Regions from separate parts of the Anas platyrhynchos genome. Here region 2 is linked to region 1. The links are chromatin contacts, called in public Hi-C maps. All regions are on one chromosome and are shown on one strand. The core of a region is the stretch at or near the end of the contact, and the rest is flanking DNA. Distances in the headings are between cores, read along the strand shown. Region 1 overlaps HIP1R (huntingtin interacting protein 1 related). Region 2 holds the start of ABCB9 (ATP binding cassette subfamily B member 9).

The links. A called contact is a pair of places that touch in the nucleus more often than the background predicts.
Region 2: a contact with region 1 is called in a Hi-C map of F5 follicle, with 2.0 times the contacts expected there. The contact joins the promoter of ABCB9 here to the enhancer-like site in region 1. A contact is called at or near these places in 4 of 8 Hi-C or Micro-C datasets (F5 follicle, liver, skeletal muscle and 1 more).

Annotation. Positions count from the first base shown.
Region 1 is chr16:3,198,583-3,203,672 of IASCAAS_PekinDuck_T2T, reverse strand. HIP1R (huntingtin interacting protein 1 related) reads right to left here. Exons shown (of 31, transcript XM_072024602.1): 29 at 4,975-5,036; 30 at 4,623-4,826; 31 at 3,639-4,028. The coding sequence ends at 4,023. Among named protein-coding and RNA genes, the nearest start is that of HIP1R, 17 kb to the right of the region's middle. Within about 2 kb of position 2,437, at least 5 of the 8 cell types and tissues checked have an H3K27ac peak or open chromatin away from gene starts, as enhancers often do. A contact at or near this core is called in F5 follicle, where this site is marked.
Region 2 is chr16:3,236,547-3,241,792 of IASCAAS_PekinDuck_T2T, reverse strand. It overlaps ABCB9 (ATP binding cassette subfamily B member 9), which reads left to right and starts at 3,362. Exons shown (of 12, transcript XM_027470031.3): 1 at 3,362-3,458; 2 at 4,805-5,246. The coding sequence starts at 4,884.

The sequences.
Region 1 (5,090 bases), core at 1,188-3,687:
ATAGCGAAGAGGTGGGTGGGCTGTTTTGCCAGGTCAAATCTCTGCAGTTTTGTTTCCTGCGCTTCCCTAGAACAGTGGAAGTGTCTAGTCTTGGCCTGGAAAAGCTGAGAGAAGGGGGAAGCCCGCTTTTATTTGTTAATAGAGGAAAAACTTAGATTTCAGCCAAGTGAGAAGAAATGAGTCAACCAAAATTATTTAGGAATATGAGTCAGAGAGCAGAAAGAACCTGATGTAATTTTCTGTAACGTCATTTTAATAACAATGTTAAATAGAAGTCCTGCTGCAGAATAACTGATGATAATATAGGGGAGAAAATCCCTTTTTAATTTTTTTTTTCCTTTTTTCTTCTTGATGTGTTCCATTTGTGGTGGCTGCAGAGATTTGATCACCTTCTGCTAATGCAGAAATAGGGAACTACAACTACAGAAAGCTTGCTGTGCTGACTCAGTGCAGGTGGGCGAGGGAAGGAGGTGGTGTTATGTAAAAGCTGCAGCTCCTTAACGCGGCTCTCCTAAGAATCTGCAGCAATGCCCGTGGTTTGGAGGTATGCACCAAGCCTCGAGAAGTGCCTGTTCCGAAACGGGGGTGTTCAGATGCCCTTCCATGGGGCCACTGTGTGCTAAACCATTGATCTAGGTGTGATTGTTCCTTAGCCAAAGGAGAGAAAGCCAGTGCAGTGAGATGCTGCCAGGTAGGGGACCCACATGTCAATTGGGTAACTGATAACAACAAAAAAAAAAATTAACACAAAAGCTGCAAGCGGTGTGTTGGTGACACAGGTAGTGTTTCATGTCTTGAGCCCTCCCTTCTCTTTGGAAGTTGGCTTTGGAGGTCACACAAACCTATACACATCCTACTGTAACACTTGTTCCTCTAATTTGAGTCCTCTTCCAGTTGCACATTAATCAACCCCGACAGAATCTTCTACAGGTTTGCCTGTTTACTTCTGAGTCTTTGTCACTGTGATTGAAGCACGGGGTGCTTTTTAGACTGATTTCTTTTGAAATTCTTTTTCTGATTTCTCACCTGAAGCTTTATGACACTCATGTGCCCCGGCTGACTGTGCTGTGGAAATGCTATGCTGCCTTTTGGGGTGCTCTGTGTGTGTGTGTCTGTTAGCTGTCCCACACTACCAGTGATGTTTTGCACGGGCTATATGCAGCCTCTTTGCATCGTGCTGTTTTAAATTAAGTCAGCTGACCCCAGGGGTGTTTGTAAAATGTCTGTCTTGGCTGAGATTTCTTTCCTTCCCAAGTAATTTTCCCAATTGGGCCATTCAGGGAATGCCTGTGCCAAGAACAGTGTTGCACAGAAGCACTTACCTGGTGCCCTGCAGGTTAGGCTCAGAAGGGAAATAACCCACCCCGCAAGTGGGTGGCGGCTGCTCACGGCTTGAAGGGCTCTTAAAAACATTTTTACAGAAGTTTCTTTCTTACCTGATTTCCTAAAGCTTGTAATAGCAGCATTTTGTATTTGTGTGCTTACTTTCAATGGAGTATTTTCTTCTTAGTGATCTGGGAGACTTGTGTTTTCTAAATCTCGCTCTCTCTAACAGTGCAGGTGCTCAACTTCAGCTGCTTTGTGCGCTCACATCCAAACTCATTTGTGGTTACACGAGGTTTGGCTGCCGAGGAAGCCAGAGGGTGGGGGGAGAGGAGGGCTTCAATAAGAGGCTGCTTGAAAACTGCTTCAAGAAAAATAAACTGCACTGAACTACCCTTGGTAGGAGGGAGCAGACTGTCATGTTTCACATCTTTCTCTTGGTTATTTTCCACTGTTTTTGTCGCAAGTAGTGAGTAAAATTTGTTCTCGGCACAGTTCTAAGCATGTTCCTTGCTCTACGGATACAATAATGGCATTTAAAACTCATTAGCAAATTGGATCCTGTACAGCAGGGCGTCTTGATGGAATCTTAGACTAAACCTTTGCATAGACAGTTTGTGATGTGGTTTGTTTATTTTTTTTCATGACTGCTATGACTAGAAAATACTTTCCAAAAAGAATGGGAATTGAGGCAATCTTAAAATGGACAGCAAGCTTAATTTTGATATAAAACTACTTTAGTACGTAAGTTTTGTTTTAAATGGCATTTGGGGCTAGTTTGTGCTGTTATTTTTTTTTGACTTTGTACATGCTTGCACGGGTCACTTTACCTGCAGCCTCTGCAAGTATTGATTTAAGTAAACCATAATGAAACAGCAGCGTTGTTGAACAAGTTCCATTCACCCACAGGACTGCTTTTAAAGCCAATATCGCTTTGCTTTTGAATTCTTTAAACTTTAAATAGAGCTGTGGCTAGATTTACGGTAGCACAATTTGAAAGTTAGCATTCTTGATTAATCAATATTTCCATTATGAGATGTGCTGGTGTGAGTGGCCAGGGTGACGTCAGTCTCCCAGCAAATACAGCGTTATCACTGCCTATAAATAGACTGCAAGCTACCGCAGCAAGCACTTCCTTGTGTGAAGAGAAAGGGTTTCAGGAAGAAACGAAACTTAGAAGTACAGGGCTGGCCACGGTTGGTGCTGTAACGTGACAGCACGGTGTGGTATTTATTGGTCACCCAATAAACTAAAGCCTTTCCTCCAGTGCTGCTGCAGATAAGAGCTTTGCTTTGCCTTCCAGGGAAGAATGTGCCTTGTCAGGCTGGGGAAGCACTCCCTGTAGCTTGCAGGAGTCAGCTAGCTGCTTGTCTTGCCCAGTGACACCAGTATTTAACAAACACCAAAGCCCATTTTCAAGATGTGGGCTCTTCTTTACGGGTATGATTGGTTGGGAAATGAGAATTACAGCTCACCACGCTGCCAGGGTGGGTTGTTTATAACCTGGTAATATGGTTTGTGATGTGTAACTGCAGAAAACTTAGGTCTTCAGGAGGCAGCTACACTATTGAATAATAAAATGCTTTCTAAAGGTTTCATTCTTTAGATATAGCAAGTTGTAATTCTAACAAACAGCATCACAGTCTATTGTTAATGGTGAACTACATGTACATGCTTTGTACTGTGGCTTGTATCAAATTTTATAATTGCTTTAGTGTCATGCAGAACTGGATGAAAATGTTGATTCTCGGTATTTTTTTTAATGGCCCCTCACACTGCTCCTCTTAGCTGCACAGGTGCTGTGCTCACCCTCTTATGGGTGTCTTTGCTTCAGGTGTCCATGGGTGCACCTGAGTTGTGCCAGAAGCTGAAGTGAAACTCAGCCCTGCAGAATAACAGATTCCTTGAAACATCTCCTTTCTGTCATCCTAAGGCTGAAGCGGAAGCAATTTCAAATAAATTGTCAGTAACCTTGAGGTTTGCCAAAGACTTCCCCGTTGACTTTGGGCGGGTGCCCTGCAGCCAGCAGCAAGCCCTGGGTGCAGGTGCCTGGCCCTGTGCCTTCAGCCACAGCTTTCATCGCCTGTATGATCCGCCACAAAGCCACCCTGGCTCAAAACCCTTCCTGGTGTCTTGTTCCTGCCCATGGGGGCCCAGAGGGGCAGCGAGGAGCCTCCATCTCACGGCCACATCTCACCCATCCCACCCCTGTACCATCACTGAACTCCCCCGAGGCACTTCCCCACCAGGAGGCAATTCAGCACCTTCTGGAAAACGCTTTAGTGCCAACCCCACCGCTGCCCAAGCACCACACCTTGTTTAAATATTGCTGCTTTAATAATCTACATCATGGTAGTAGTTCAAGGAGAAGATACAGCTGATTACGTTTCCTCTGCCCCCCATCTCTTCCCATCAGCGTTCCCTTATTGCTGCAGACTTTGCCATGTTTAACGTCCCCTGGCTCCTGCAGGCCACGGTTAGGTTTAATTCTGCTAATTATCTTACATATAAAACATAATGCAACTGATCCCCTGCTGTTGCTGTAGTAATACAAAATAGAAAAGGAAATAAAAATGTTTATATCCTTATTGCCAGTGTGTCAATACCTGCTTTTTCCCTTACAAAATGTTCCTCACGCCTGTTAAAGCTAAATTCCCCTTCTCTGTTGAGAGCTGATCCCACGCTGAAACAAAGTCAAATTATTCCTGAAAAAGGGGAATTTAAAAAAACAGTTGCAAGAAAAGCCCAGCAGTTTCCTACTTCAAAAACATTGCACAGTTCTTTGAAAGGGTCTAAGCAGTACAGTAGAGAGCTACATTTACTGAAAATGTCTAGAGCTGATAAAAAATAAAATAAAAATCAACCCAAAAGAATCCCAAATTAAGTTAAACTGGGCGAGCTGCTCAGCAGGCCACGAGGAGGGCATCCTGCACTGCTTGGGGAACTGCAGGACGCCGACAACTCTACTGATAGGAACTGAGTGAAAAAAAATAAAAGTCACTTTAGAAAAAAAAATCCAGTTTCTCAGGCCAGGCAGGGAGGAGACCCCCCGCGCACGAAGGCACACCAGTGCAGAGGCAAGGCGATCTGTTTAAAACACAGACATAAGAGCGTTGCTGTGGCTGCCCCCACCCCGGGGCTGGGCCCCAGCTCCGTCCCCTCGGTCCCACTAGAAGTTGACGGCTTGCGCCCGGTGCAGGCTGGCGTCTTGCTCAGGCTGCAACGAGAGGGGACAAAGCCAAAGATCAGGGCACAAACGTGTCCCCAGCCCCATGTCCCCCCTCTTCTGATGTCCCTACCTCTCTGTCTGGCCCCGGGACGTGGCCGGGTTTCTGGGCCAGGGCCGGCTTCTTGAGGATGCCTCTCCTGGGGGCTGGTGCTGGACGAGCCTCCCCATCCTCCGCCGCATCGTAGCCGCCAGCCAAGGCGTAGTGCTGCTTCCTCAGCTCGCCCAGGCGCACCCGCTCGCCCTCCAGACACTTCTCCAGCTCCAGCACCTTCACCTGCACCACAAGAGCACGCTTGGTCCTCAAGTGCCCAGCAGCAATGGCCATGGGGATGCAATAACCCCCCAAAGTGTTGTGCTGCCCCCTCCAGAGAGGATGGCAGCACCGAATTAGCCCTCATTTCCTCCCCGTGTGGAGGTTTCACCTGTGTTTCCATTTCTTCCTTCTTCAGCTTGATGAGGGACATGCCTGAAAAGTCCATGGTGTCTGGAGAGAAAAGCAGGGGGGGTGTTTACTAGGCCAAGAAAGGAACCGAGGGCT
Region 2 (5,246 bases), core at 2,113-4,612, 37 kb before region 1:
CTCCCAGGAGGCGTTTGTTTTGCACTTGTGTAGTGCCCCTCACCACAGTACCTGGTGGAAAATGTGTGGGGCCAGCAGAGACTGCATTCAGAGCAAGAAACTTTGCTTGCTTCTCCTGCTGCCTTATCATTCCTGAACAAACAGGCCTGGCTGTTTCAGAACAGATACGGGCAGCAGAGCTCTCCCTGCTCTCGGCAAGGCGAGGTCACGCCTGCTTCTCCCCACTGGGGACCCTCTGTCCCTCCTGTACCCCATTTCCTGTGAGGATCGGCTGCTCTGCTTTGTGGTCTGTGGAGTAAAACCAATTGTGTGTCCTCTTCTTGTTCAGGTTCGGAGCGTCCAAGAACATTTACGCCAGTCAGAGCTGGGACTTCTGCGAGGAGGTAGGTCACACGCTGGGTGGTTCAGGGGAAAGCAACGTGATCTCAAGCTTTTTTTAGACAGCAGGTCCGACAGGCAGAGCCACAGCGCACCGTGCACGGGGTGCAAGGAGCTGCTGCTGCCACCTCCCAGCCCCAGCCCTGTTACCACCCTGTAGGTGCTTTCCAAAGCTTTCACCCTGATCTGAGGCCGTAGTCGGGTGGTGCAAGTTCTCCAGGCGCACTGCAGCCTCTCTGCTCGGAAGGAAGAGTCCCATGAGATGATGCCCCTGAGCTTTCTGCCCTACGCTGGGATTAACCCAGTTTGCCAGTGCTGTGAGAAGCCTCAAGCTCAGTTACAAAGGTTGTTGCAAAATACTTGGTCAGGCCATGACTTCTCCAGCAAGCTTGCCATGCCCGCTAACACCTTTCTCCCTCTCCTGTAGTACCTCAGGCTTCGGGGAGCGTTTCTGCTCCATTTTTTTTTTTTGCTACAGGCAGCGCTGTGAGTGCCCCCCCCTGCAGCCACATGGCACGGGGAGGCCGCTCACTGCTGCGGTGCCCTTTGCAGGTCAGCCGGCATCTCTGCGAGCGCTGGAACATCTCACAGATCCTCACCCCCGCAGACCCCGCCGACTGCGCGAGCCTGGACGAGCGCAGCGCCGAGGTGCTGAGATCCTCCATCTGCAGCGTGGTGAGCGAGAAGCCCGGCGAGTGGGACACCCACCTCGACCCCGTGCTCTTCGATTTCCGCACCTCGGTCAACGCCGCCACCAAGTACACCCCCTTCTTCCTCATGTTCAACAGATACGTCTGCCTGTCCTCCGAGGTAACCGCTCGGCGGAGCGGAGTCATGCAGGACATTTGGTGCTGGTGTGGTGACAGGGTGACGCCCACGTGTCTGTGCCTTGCAGGTGGATTTCGTCAAGGACTCCAAGGAGCAGGGCGTTAGCTCCAGCAAGGCAGACGGCCTCCCCCCGTTCACAGCTGCCGTGCAGGAGCAGCAGAATGCTGTGAAAGAAATCGTAAGTCTTGCTGCCAAGCCCCCTGTCTGTCCAGAAATGCCACCCCACAGGAGTCCCTTGCCTGTGGGCTCTCCCCCATGAAGGCCGGCGGCCCCGTGGGCTGGATTCAGGGAGCGAGGCCAGCGTTCAGTTCCTGACTGGCTCTAATTTGTGGGGAGACCTTGGGTAAAGTGTTTTGTCTCCGTGTCTTAGTTTCCTGCCTCAAAAAATAGCCTCAGTGTCCTTTGGGAAGTGCTTGGAGACCTGTGTGCCAAAAAAAAAGGTAGACGAGGTCACACTGAGGTGTCCTGCCCTGTCTGGTGTCCGGGTCGCTGGTACCACCTGCAAACGGGGCAGGAGCAGGAGCTGTGGTTGACAGGAGGTGCTCGGAGCTTCCTGAAGCTCCAGCCTAGATCCCATTCTGCCCTCTACTGATGGAGAACTCTGAGCACAGCCACAAATTGTCATTTCTTACCATGAGTTCTGCGAGTTTGGGGCTGATGAGGTGGAAAGACCTCGTTTGGTCCCTCCCGTGCCTCGAGGTGCCGCCAGCAGTGCTGACGCTGTCGGTACAGCTTTTGCCCGCAGAGCTGCAGCAGGGCTGAGCTGATTTTTAAGCAGCCTCTCCTCTGCTTTCCAGGTGATCGCCAACATGACCACAGCCTACAAGCGGGAGCGCAAGAGCATGAAGAGGAAAAGCCGGGGCCTGCCCTCTCTCGCCTTCAAAGTGGAAGACAACGTGTTTGGGAGCAACGGTACCTCTCCCCTCAAGAAACTGAAGAAGGGCCAGTTTGTGTCCTTCCAAATCGAGACAGTCCTGCCGCCTGAGCAGAGCATGGCCGGGGGGAAGAAAACCAGTTAACTGCTGGGGCGTTTCTGGGGGTCCTGCGGGGCTGGGGCCAGCAGAGCGAACTGTTCCCGAGGGTCGTGTCCCAGCTGTGTGGGAGCCCAGCGCGTGGACGCACCTACTCTGTCTTGGGGAGCGAGGAAAGGGAAGGTTCAGACAAGGGGCTCTGCTCCATCCCTTCCTGGTCCGGATTTGGACCATCCCTACGGCACAGAGAAGTGGCACCATCCTCATCTGGGGGCAGCAGGGGGCTCGGTGGTGCCGAGAGGCTCCTCCTGGAACACGGGAATCAGTGCACTGAGGCCTGGGGAGCGATCTGGGGGCAGAAAGGGGAAGGACCAGAAAGGAGGCGGTGTTCACCAGGTCGCAGTCTGCTTCCTCCAGCTTAAATCTGCCCTCCCCGCTGGCAGCCTGACCCGGGAAGAGCCACGCCAGGTCTGGCTGCATCCCTGTGGCCGTGGGGATGGCTTGAAGCGAGCTGTTTAGTTGTGAGCACTCAGTAGCAGAATTAAAATCGACAACGAAATGCAAGATTCTCATTTGTTGGTCATCCAGGCGGAGAAAACTGCCTTCTTCCTTCTGTTCCACCCCGGACAGGGGGGTGAACTCCAGGAATCTCATAGATCCTGCACTGCCGGGGTTGCAGACCCTGTTAAAGTCCCGTGCTAGGACCCCTGACCCAGGCCACCCCGGTGTCACTTGTCCCCCACCTGGGAGCTGAGCAGGGAAGAGGCTGAGTGCTGGCACGAGCTTGTCTGGGCTTAAAAACATTTATAAGCCGAATTTCTTGAAAACAGACCCCTCGCAGCACTCCTTGTAGTAGGGGTTAATTATTAGGGGCTAATTTAAAACCCCATCAAGCCGGGTTTGACGTTTCCTTGTATTTGGGGTCCATATAAAACCCCACCGAGCCCAGTTTAGGGCCCTTTCATCTTTTCCCTCTTCTTTCCTACCCAAAAATAAAATAAATTCTGTGAAATTTTGCAGGGTGCGGGGGGGGACCCTGAGGCTTCCCTGGCCAAGGCGGTGCAGGGCTGGGGGACACCGGGGGGGTGACACCGGGGGGCGACACCGGTGCCCCCCTCCCCTTTGGTCACCCCCCGTTCCCGGCACACGGTGGCGCCGGCGGGAAAGCGCCGCAGCGAGGGGGCGTGGCTAAGGGGGATGTGGGCGTGGCCTATTGGGATAAGCCCCGCCCACCCGCGACCTTCTCCCGCAGCGGGCGCGCCGGCGCCGGAGCCGCCGCAGGTAGGGAACGGGGCTGGGGCGCGCTGCGTGGGTTGGGATTTGGGAGGGTTTTGGGGGCTCCGCGCCGGTTTTGAGGGTTTTTACGGAATGGCCGGAGCACGGAGGGCTGGGCGGAGGTGGTGGTTGGTGGGAAAAGGGGGTGCGGCGCGGGGAAAAGCTGCTGCGTGGGTTGTGCGGGTAGGTGGGTGGGAGGATGCTGGGGTGGGGCAAGACCCCATACAGGGGCACCGGGGCGTTGCGGGGTCCACGGAGAGCCCAAAAGGGCTCTCCGTGGACCCCGCAACGCCCCGGTGCCCACGGATCGCGGGGGGCCTTTGTAGGGCCCTTCCTTGCTCCACGGGGCTGATCCCGCGTGGATCGGTCACGCTGCCTCGTCCTGAAGCGCAGCACCTCTGGGCATAGCTCAGGAAGTCCCGCTTTTTTATTTTTATTTTTTTACTGCTTTTTATGTCACTTCGGAGCCGGTCCCAAGCATCCCTGCGTGGGGTCGGAGCTCCGCGTGGTAGCAAGGGCGGTGTCCCGCCTCGGAGCCTCCCTCTCCCGTGGGATGCGGTCGTGGGTTTCCAGCTGCTTTGTAGTTTTCCCTCGTGATTTTTTTAATGAATTTTATGCAGCCTCCGAATTTTATGCAGCACCTTCGGAGGGTTGCCCCAAATGGTTATTTGGGAGGGTGCTGTGGCTCCTGGAGCTGTAATCACAGGATTGTAGGGGTTGGAAGGGGCCTCAAGACATCACTGATAATGCATTTTTTGGAGATAATGCATTTTTTTTTTTGGTTTTCGAAGAGGAGAAGCTGTTACAAAGCAGAGCTGCTCTCCCTTCTGCTTTGATACGGTTTCATAGGGTTTTGATCAAGTGCTTGATTTCAGCTCCCTCCCAGGGAAAGCAGGAAGGGACCCTCAGATCCCAAATATCTGTGTTCAATAACCACACGGCTCCATAGTGCAGGGCACGAGGGCTGCACAGATGTCCTGGCCCCGTGGCCCTGTGCCCATGTCCCGGCATTGCCCAGCTGGGACCTCAGGGTGGGCCTGGGGCCATCACAGCAAGCGAGGATGAAGTTTCCCACTGAGATGCAAGGGGAGGTTTCAGGCTCAGGATTTAGGATGGATGGAGAGATGTGGGAGGGGGAATTTGTCTTCATTTGGGCTTCCAATTCCATGAAATATTTCAGAGAGATACAGAGGGGAAGAGGAGGGGACGAAGGAACAGATAGCGGTGTTTGGGATCAAGATGCTGGGCGGCTGGCATGGCTTCCCCTACAGGCACTCGCACCCTGCTCCCCTTTCCCCACCACCTCCCGGTGGCGAATGCCAACCCCATCCCCTTCTTCTCACCCCACACAGAGGACACTGTGGCCATGTCCTCCCTGCACTAGAACCGTCCCCCCCCACCGCCTCAGTGGCTCCCAACCCGGCCGGGAGGATGCGTGCCTGGAAGGCGGTGGCCAGCACGCTGGTGCTGAGCGGGGTCGATGTGGTGGTCACCACGCTGCTCTACGCCCACGGCCGGGGCGGCCGGGACATCCTGCAGGACCTGCGGCACTTCAACATCTTCAACTCGCTGCTGGACGTCTGGGGGGGCTGCCTCTACCGCAGCTGCGTGCTGCTGGGGGCTTCCATCGGGGTGGCCACCAACACAGCCTACGGCCCCCGGCGCCTCAGGGCCTCGCGGACCTTCATCGCTGTCGTCTGCCTCCTCATGGGCATCTACATGATGGTGAAGCTGCTGCTCTACTCCGAGGTGCGCAGGACCATCAAGGACCCCTGGTTCTGGGGGCTCTTTGCC